Linked DNA regions of Mus musculus: region 2 is linked to region 1. The links are chromatin contacts, called in public promoter capture Hi-C maps. All regions are on one chromosome and are shown on one strand. Each heading gives the region's core, a stretch centred on a gene start, on an enhancer-like site or on the middle of the called end of the contact. The rest is flanking DNA. Distances are from core to core; before and after follow the strand shown. Region 1 holds the start of Eif2b5 (eukaryotic translation initiation factor 2B, subunit 5 epsilon). Region 2 holds the start of Arvcf (armadillo repeat gene deleted in velocardiofacial syndrome).

What was found. Capture Hi-C pulls out chosen DNA fragments and counts their contacts.
Region 2: a promoter capture Hi-C map of liver shows a contact between it and region 1, with 2.4 times the contacts expected there. The contact joins the promoter of Arvcf here to the promoter of Eif2b5 in region 1. A contact is called at or near these places in 1 of 39 promoter capture datasets (hippocampal neurons) and 1 of 9 other capture datasets (liver).

The regions. Positions count from the first base shown.
Region 1 is chr16:20,496,300-20,500,768 of GRCm38.p6, forward strand. It overlaps Eif2b5 (eukaryotic translation initiation factor 2B, subunit 5 epsilon), which reads left to right and starts at 2,518. Exons shown (of 16, transcript NM_172265.2): 1 at 2,518-2,797; 2 at 3,886-4,010. The coding sequence starts at 2,615.
Region 2 is chr16:18,346,174-18,350,642 of GRCm38.p6, forward strand. Arvcf (armadillo repeat gene deleted in velocardiofacial syndrome) reads left to right here and starts at 2,009. Exons shown (of 18, transcript NM_001272029.1): 1 at 2,009-2,283. It also overlaps a transcript of Tango2 not described here.

The DNA.
Region 1 (4,469 bases), core at 1,268-3,767:
GAACAACTTCACACTATACCAGTAACTTCTGACCGCTGTGGGCTGGAGACCTTGGGCTGGCTCACAGGATCATCATTTCTTTCTCTGGGCAATGCTGTCTCAGAAACCTTGTGTTCTAATCTCTTCAAGAAACTCAACTTGTCTTTGAGTCTGAATCTCAGAATAGGAAAAAAGACTCCTTTACTACAGGGCCTCTGACCTCCATATACATTACAGATGTTTCCTACCCCACAGTCCAGAAAACCTCCACGTAAAAAAATGACTTCATAGGCTGGGCATGATGATCCACGTCTTTAGTCCCAGCACTCGAGAGGCAGAGTCGGGTGGGTCTCTACAAGTTGGAGGCCAGCCTGGTATATACAGTGAGCAGTACCAGGGCAGGCAGGGACATGTAGTGAGACCTTATGGCAAAAAGAAAAGAAGACTTCATTTGTCATAAAGTCTATGACATAGACTCTGGGAATTGGTGAAGGCTCACTACATCACACTGATCTGTAGAGGGCAGTGTTACCCAATTTCTCAAGCCACTGAACTCCACATTCAGCATTTCCGGGATCCCGTGTTTGAGCAAGAGTCTGTGTGCATGAGAAGTTCCCACAAGTGCACATTTTTCTTCTTCATGTAGATCTGTAGCGCAAACAGTCCCCCAGAAGGTATATTTATACTTAATTTTATTTTGGTCGTGTTTGCCTACTTGTTTGATCAGTTGTCACGAGGCATTGCTACAGCTCTCACTTGAGATTCCCCCTGTCTCAATCGGTTTTGGAAGCATACGCTCTTAGGTGACCTGTCCGACTTCGATTTAATTGAAATTTTTTACTAAGCTTTTCCCTCTCTGTACTAACGTTTTCAGAAGCAAACGTTGTCCTCATAGCACCCTCATTAACTGGGCGAAGGAAGAAATGACAGGTTTCTGGGTTCCACAAGGAAGCTAACGAGTAGCGATACACTAGAAACATAGGCTCACCACTCCACCGGAGAACATCTGCGGGGAGGTGGGTGGAAGCAACAGAGGGAGTTGCCGAAACTTGCGGGCTGTGGGATTAGCAGAGGTTCTGTTGCTGATTGGGCAGATTACTTACTGGAATTTTTGGCTTGACAGAATTACGCCCAGCCTGCGTGCCATTGCTTCCTCCGCCTTAAGCTTGATTTATAAACTGCGGCCACGGCTTCTTTTACCAAAACCTGCTGCTCCACTTCAGTCTAGCCTGAAAAGCTTGCTACTACGCCCCAGTCCTACCCAGTTTACTCCTGCTCTTAGATCCAGCCTCATCTGGGATAACGCTTGTGGAACTGAAAGACCCACAACGTGAGGACTCCCCCACGTTCTGACTCAGGAGAGGCGACACCCCAAAATCACCAACGAGAAACGGTCTTGCTGCAAATTGCAAGAGGATTTTTATTCAAGAGCGCTCTCGGGCCCACGGTCATACACCACGCAGGGGTAGAGGACTGTGGCGCCCCGAGTAGCTGGATAAGGGGGTATTTAAAGGAAGGAACCACAACTCAAGGAGGTGGGAAGGGCGTTGTTGGAAAATACCAAAAATACCAGTTAAGAGTCACAAGGAAGTACAGAGTCACAGGTGTCACAAGGAATACCTGGTAATTGTTAACTCTCAAGACAGTTTCTAAGAGCCCCTAACGATAGCACATTTGCATTGCAGGTTCCAGCAATGGTCAGAGTGGGTCAGGGTGACTTTCTTTGAATTAACACTCTTTGAACCCAGGAAGCCGGTGGGTGGAGGAATGTCGCTATCTGTTTTATGATTAGCATACCTTGGAGCACTGAGTTTACTACTCTTTCAGAACCATGGGAGTCAGATGAGCTCCAGCAGCAGTTTTTCCACTCACTAGTTGGGCGTGCTCCCTTGGTTCCGATTTGAGGGTTTAAGAAATGCCTGTCGCTCTAGGTCGTATTTCTGGCAAGGGGGGAGGGAGCACCCATAATAGGTGTGTGTTCAGTAAAAATCTACAGCCTGCCTCCATGTCCAGTATTTGTGCAGATCGTGGTTTCCCTCCCAAAGATGCCAGATCCCCTTAGATTACTAGACTGCAAGTGGGGAGCTTCATTTTATATTTAGATTTATGTGGATGAGTGTTTTCCACAGGCATCCAGTGCCCGGTCGAAAGTGTGTCGGACACCCTGGAATTGCAATTGTGAATAGTTGCTTGCTACCACGTGAGCGCCAGGCGCAGAACGTGGATCCTCTGCAAGAGCAGTAAGTGCTCTTAACTGTTGAGTGATCTCTCCAATCCCTGAGAACTACAAATTTTATCCTACTCTGGGCAGAGGAGCTGTAGGCTCCTGCCCAGCGATCACAAGCCTATCCAGCTCGCTGCCTTCTTAGCTTGTCCAATCCAACAGCACTCACTGACTAAGTAGACAACGGTGGGATCTCACCCCTCTGGGGTGCATACACCTCCCAGTAGCACCTACTGCGGTCAGCCACGCCCTGGTCTTGCACGGGGTGGGTGGGGTCTGCTGGTACACACATGCGCATTCCTTCCTCTTTCTCTCCCTGCAACTACACCTTCGCGTTTTGACTGTGAGTCCTTTTTGTCCCCTACTGCGTGCCGTGTGACTTCCCGGCGGACGTGCTGGCTGCGAAGCAAGATGGCAGCCACTGCGGCGGTGCCTGGCGCTGCGGCCGGCCGAGCGAGCAAACGCGGCGGCGGCGGCTCGGGCGGCGGGGGAACCCAAGGTGCGGAGGAGGAGCCGCCGCCGCCCCTCCAGGCAGTTCTAGTGGCCGATAGCTTCAACCGCCGCTTCTTCCCCATCTCCAAGGACCAGCCTCGGGTGAGCACCCGGCTCGCGAGCAGTCTGCCGGCCTCGAGGGTAGCGGGGCCGCAGGTTGCCACTGCAGCTGGTTAGTGAAGCGTGCTCTGGAAGTTACCCTCAAGTTGAGCTTATCTGGTTAGGAAAAGGTGGAGAGACCGACTGAAACCTCGGAGGCTGTCCGATCAGATGAGTAACTAGCACACATGGATTCTCGCAGGGCTATACACCCAGCCTTGGGAAGGATGGAGAGGGCTGTGTGTAGAATCAATGCTTGAAAGAAGGCTTCCCCGGGGGATTTAGTAGCACAAGAGGGGCCTCCACTGTCTTTAACCTTGCAGGACATGGGCAATTTAAAGAAATTGCTTTAGATAAAGGCAATGGTAATATATTCCTAAAGGAAAAAAGGCTAGCTCTCAGCAGGCTGTTTTCCTCCCATCTGCTGAAAGGGGACCCCAGTGGGTTGCCATCAGTCTAGGAATTACCTAGACATAGGAAATAGGCATTGCGCTTGCAGACTACTGGGTCGCTCAGCAATCCATAGTTCATTCAAATAGGGATTTGCCTTTGACTTAAGAATTCCTAATAGCCGGGCGTGGTGGCGCACGCCTTTAATCCCAGCACTCGGGAGGCAGAGGCAGGCGGATTTCTGAGTTCGAGGCCAGCCTGGTCTACAAAGTGAGGTCCAGGACAGCCAGGACTATACAGAGAAACCCTGTCTCAAAAAACCACAAAAAAAAAAAAAAAAAAAAAAGAATTCCTAAGGCTAACGACTGTTCATTTTTGACAAGTGTTTGAATGATTTCTGTGACTCTTAGTGGCAATAGAACAATAGAAGGAAATTCTATGAAGAAGACCTTAGTGCTTAGAGTTCTAGAGCTATGACTTAGGGCCAACATTTGTCCTTAATGCCAGCACTGGGCTCCTAGAACATGTTTGTGTCTGATACCATGCCTACTAGGCTCAAATTCCAGAGCCTTAGACTGACCCTTAGAGCCTGTTTGCTTTAGAATAAAAGGATAAAGTCGATTATAGTGTCTGCAAACCAAAGTATACCAAAGTATAATCCTGACTTGAAGATCTCAGACTTTTTCTTTCCTGCCCTATAGGTCCTCTTGCCCCTGGCCAACGTTGCGCTAATTGACTATACTCTGGAGTTCCTGACTGCCACGGGTGTACAGGAAACATTTGTCTTTTGCTGCTGGAAAGCTGCTCAGATCAAAGAACACTTACAGTAAGGCTTCATAATTTTTCCTTTCCAGGATTCTCCGTCTTTTTTCAGTTCTTCCAGGATAGAGTTGATGTGAGGAGGAGAACACTGAATCTGTTCTGAGCTCCTGTGAGGTTTAGTGTTCTCGTCACGTGTCCCGAGGTAAACTGCTGCAGCTTCCTTTGCCTTGAGGTCCCAGGGACCAAAATTAAAGGCTTGCCTGTGATTTTGAGTCTTTCTTTCTTTTTTTAATATATATTTTTTATTACGTATTTTCCTCAATTACATTTCCAATGCTATCCCAAAAGTCCTCCATACCCTGCCCCCCACTTCCCTACCCACCCACTCCCACTTTTTGGCCCTGGCGTTCCCCTGTACTGGGGCATATAAAGTTTGCAAGTCCAATGGGCCTCTCTTTCCAGTGATAGCCAACTAGGCCATCTTTTGATAATTTCTGAGTCTTTCAAAGTTTGTTCCTGTGAG
Region 2 (4,469 bases), core at 759-3,258, 2.2 Mb before region 1:
TGGCTTTCCCCAGCACTATCCCTACAGAAATGGCCAGCAGCTGGATGGATAAGGAGGATGGGGGGGGGGGAGTGGGGGGGGGAGTGGGGGGGGGGGAGACAGACAGAGCAAGAAACACACACACAGTGAGAGAGAGAGAGACAGAGACAGAGAGAAAGACAGAGAGACAAACAGAGAGACAGAGAGGCAGAGAGAAGGGGGGAGATATTCATTATTGGCCCTGGTAAGGAGACTGTAAGATAGCAGCCCTGAAACCTATCTGAGCTGTCTCTATCCACCCTGATTTCCTCTATGCAGCTGATGATCAGGCTCTAAAGCAGCCAGGTCTCTAAAAGGGGACATTCCTACACTGGGAGGCTATGTCTCCCTTTTGCCCTCTTCTAGCAGAGAAAAACCTGTTCAGCCTCTGTCCCATCAGCAAGTATGGGGAAGTGGTATGATCCAGAGCTATGGGGTCTTCAAGAGAGGTGCTCCAGGATGAGTACGGGCCAGGGTAGAGCTGGATTGACTAAATCCACTTCTAACTGAGGAAAGAGAGTCCCCACCACACAGCAACTTAACCAGAAAGACAGCTGTAGTTAGTAGAGAGCTGTAGTTACAGCTTTACCTAGAGAGAGCTACCTTCTTGGAAGACTCTGCTTTCTTAGAGTTGCTCACTCTGCCTTGCCAGAGCTGCAACAATATCTCAATACCAGGATGCCAAATGGTGTTCATTTCAAGTAGCAATACCAACGGATTAGTAGCAACTGCCTTGACTCTGAAAAGCTCCTGGTATCAATTTGTATTGTAGGCGACCCAGAAGTGAGCTCCTGCTCCAGGCATTTACTTTCTTTGTCTTCACCAAGCAACCCTTATTGGGTGAGCACACTGGACTCAGCATAGGTGGGTGAAATATGACCATCTGGGTAGACCCCCTACACACACAAACGCACACACACACACACACCCTGGCCTCCATTAGCACTATCTGTAAGGGGCCTTGGGAAACACCGACAGCCCAGAAGAGTTGCTCATTTCCAGTGCACTCAGGATAAGAGGCTTCTGAGCAAGCACAGGCCAGATTCATTTCCACAGTCTGCACTTCCATCTCCTGTTTATGTTACAGCATCCCCCGTGGGTCCCCTCCACTGCCTTATGTCACTGCAGAGATGTGTTTGGTGTGCTTTACCTAGTAGGGAAATATGTGTTTATCTTTTCAGGCAGTGGATAAAGCTCCTTGATATTTCTCCAAGACTCAAAGCAGGGCAGAGGAAATCGGGACACCAGGGTGTAGTGGGGAAGAGATAAACACATAATTCCCCTTTCCCGGGAAGAGGACGCTTTTCATTGCCCCGGGGAAAGAGCAGTCTCATGCAGCTGTAGGGAGTGCCCAAAGGCTCTGTAAATACAGGCTTCATAGAAGAAAAAAAGCTCTAGTTTTTCTAGAGTCTGCTTTTGCCCTCAAAATCACTGCAACCATCCCCACTTTGTACCAGCCTAGCTGACCTTGTTCGTCCTTGCTGCAGGGGTTATGGGGACAGTGAGAGAGCCCCCAAGGCTGGAAGTCCAACGACTGGGTTCACGCCCTGGTTGCCTAAAGCCTCAATTTTCTATCTGTAAAATGGGATTTATCTTTACACTTGCGGAGTGTAAGATAAATACCATTCTATGCCAATAGAAAGGAATCGACGCTCAATGTCCGGTTAACAGCAGGATACCTGGGAACTTGGGGTGGAGATGGAGACAACGCTGCTGGAATCCGGGAGTGACCGCCTGCCCTGCAAGTTCCAGCTCAGGGCCTACTATCCCCAGAACTCCTCTGAAGATGGCCGGGAGGGGGCAACTCCGAGCCTCCTGCAGCTGCTGCAGCCACAGCATTCCGGGCAGGTGTCAGGGCCTGCTCTGCTAGGGGGCCGACCTGGGCTAAGACTGACAATACCAGGAACCCAACAGCAAGCCGCAATCTCTGCACATCCATCCAATCGGTGCGGGTTGCGGGGCGCGTCTCTCTACCAATGGGAAAATTCGCAGTTGGATGGGGCGGGGCGGAGGCCTCGTCTCCGGCCAGGTCCGCTTTGCGCACGGGCAGCGGGAGGGGTAGGAGGGCTAGCCTGCTTGCTGGCTGCTCCAGTAGGGGAGGAGGAGTGTTCCCCCCCTCACCTCCTCACAAGCACAAGTTGTGGCCCCGGGAGCCACTTTCGGTGCTGGGCGCTGGAGAGGCCGCTCCCCGCGCACCGGGGGACCTGGGGACGCCTGTCTTGGGGGCGGAGGCCGCGCTGCGGAGCCGCCCACGCCGCGCGCCAGGTGAGCTCGGCCGGGTGGGCGGGGTCCGGCTGTGGGCCTGGGGCTGGACACTCGGGCCCCGGCCAGGATTAGGGGTAGGTCCTGGGGGAGCGAGCTGGTATAGTGTCTAGACTGAGATGCGGACTAAGATAGGGACAGGGTCCTGGGCTCGGACTTTAGGTCTGGGTGGGGCTCGGAAGCTGGTTCTTCTGCTCACCCGCGCTCTAGCACACGACGGGTCCCCAGAGACCCGGGTGGTTGGGGGCGGGTCCCTTTGTGCATGACCTCAGGGCTCTGTCCAACCTGGCTACGGCGCCGGCTTCAGCCTCCGGGCTGTTCAGCCTCCGGGATGAACTGGACCCAGCTCCCACAGCTTTGCCCTCCGCGAGCCACTGCAGAGCCTGCAAGCAGGGACCCGACGGCTATGGAAACTTTACCAGGACTCGGGCGGCGAGGCTGGGGAACTTCCCGGGGTGGTACGGCTGTTGGTGAGCGCAGGGTCTTGGCGATGCCAAGGGAATGTCCCTACGCAGCGACGATGCTCCTAAGGCCTCACAAAAGAGAGAGGAGGCGCTGCTGGGAATCCCTTGTCTGGTGTCCCTGCTTGAATCTCCTCCCTAGATACCCCTACATTCCTCAGTGGGACACCAGCCCTGGAGAATATGCAAGTCTGGAGTTGCTCTGCTTCAGGAGGCCTGGATACCATGGCTTTCCCCTTTTAATTTTTAAATAATTAAATGCTACTTATATTCAATATTTAACTATTTGTTTCAGTGTCAGGTATCAGTGTCTAAGGTACTAGGGGACTGTCTCTGAGGATTCAGACATTTAGAAATGATGGAAAAGAAAGAAAATGCTTCTGTTTGTGTTAACTCTTAGGCTAGACTCTTAATGTGGGCTAACAATCCGAAATGCAAAACACATGCTTACTTTTATAAAGCTAAGGGATGGAGCCATACCCAAATTGTCTTTGGGAATATCTTTTCCCTAAGTAGGACCAGCTATGCATTGAGTGCCTGTAATTCCACACTGGGATCCCCAGTCCTTCTACCTCTCTTTTGGTCCAGGACCCGGGTAGTCTATCCAGAGCAAGTGTTGCCTGCTTTGGGGAGTGTCTCAGGATCTTGAGGATATACCAGGATGTTGAAGTTGGTCCCTGTGTTCTGAGGTTAAGTTTGCTTCAGAAACAGGTGGTCTAGAGAGATATTAGCTATCTGAAAAGGCCTGAACCTACAAGTTTGTGTCATCTGAGGTATTTGATGCTTCTTGTTGTCTATGACCACTTTCCATTTGGGGTCAGGCAGGAAAAACTTGGCATGATGACAGAGGTGCTTCCGAGCACGGCCAAGCCAGTGCCCACTTGGGGCCTCTTAGATGTGCCATCCTCAGCACTTGTCTGCACAGACGCTGGTGACCAAGGCTCTCCCATGTCCCAGCTGCTACACTCCTCCCCGCTCAGTCTGTGCTCTGTGGCTCCCGACATTCATTCTCTCCCTCCCCTCCCCTTCCAGGTCGCCTTTTCTTGTCCCAGGCACCCTCTGCATGGCTTCCACAGGAGCAGGGCGACGACGTACCCCATCCTTCTTTGTGCAGCACAGGGGTTCAGGCTGAGCTCCCTTCACACCACAGGAGCCTGGAGCTCCAACACATGCCTAGCTGGAAAGCCAGGGCTCTGCTCCTTCTTGGCTGGTTGTCAGGATGCACAGTTGGGGAGGAGGTAGAGATTTCTTGAGCTCTGAGGGAGATCTGAGGGCCACGTAGTCATGGGATAGTGACACCTAGACCCAGAAGGGCACTGGTAGATGGAAATGGTTTTGCAGGGCAGTCCAGACATGAGCTGTGTCCACGTGTATGAACACATCAGTGTTCATAGGAACAGTCAGTGCGTTCTTGTCATGGGTAAGGAGGGATGGTTTGGCTGGGGCAGGTACTCGTCATTGAGCAGAATGAATTTCCCTGCCTGTTGGCTGAAGGGCTCTCTGTATCTGTGATTACTGGAAGGGCACGTTCCCAGCTACTTGCATTTTCAGTCCTACCTATGCGTACAGAGCAGAGCCCAAGGCGACCCATGCAAGACTACAGCCTGCTGCGGTACAATACAGTCAGCACCGAGCAAGCTCTTACTTAGGCAGGCCATCTTGATCCAGGGTGGGCGTATGTGATCCTAAATTACCTGCCTCTCATGCTCAGTCTGGCCTGACTCAGCT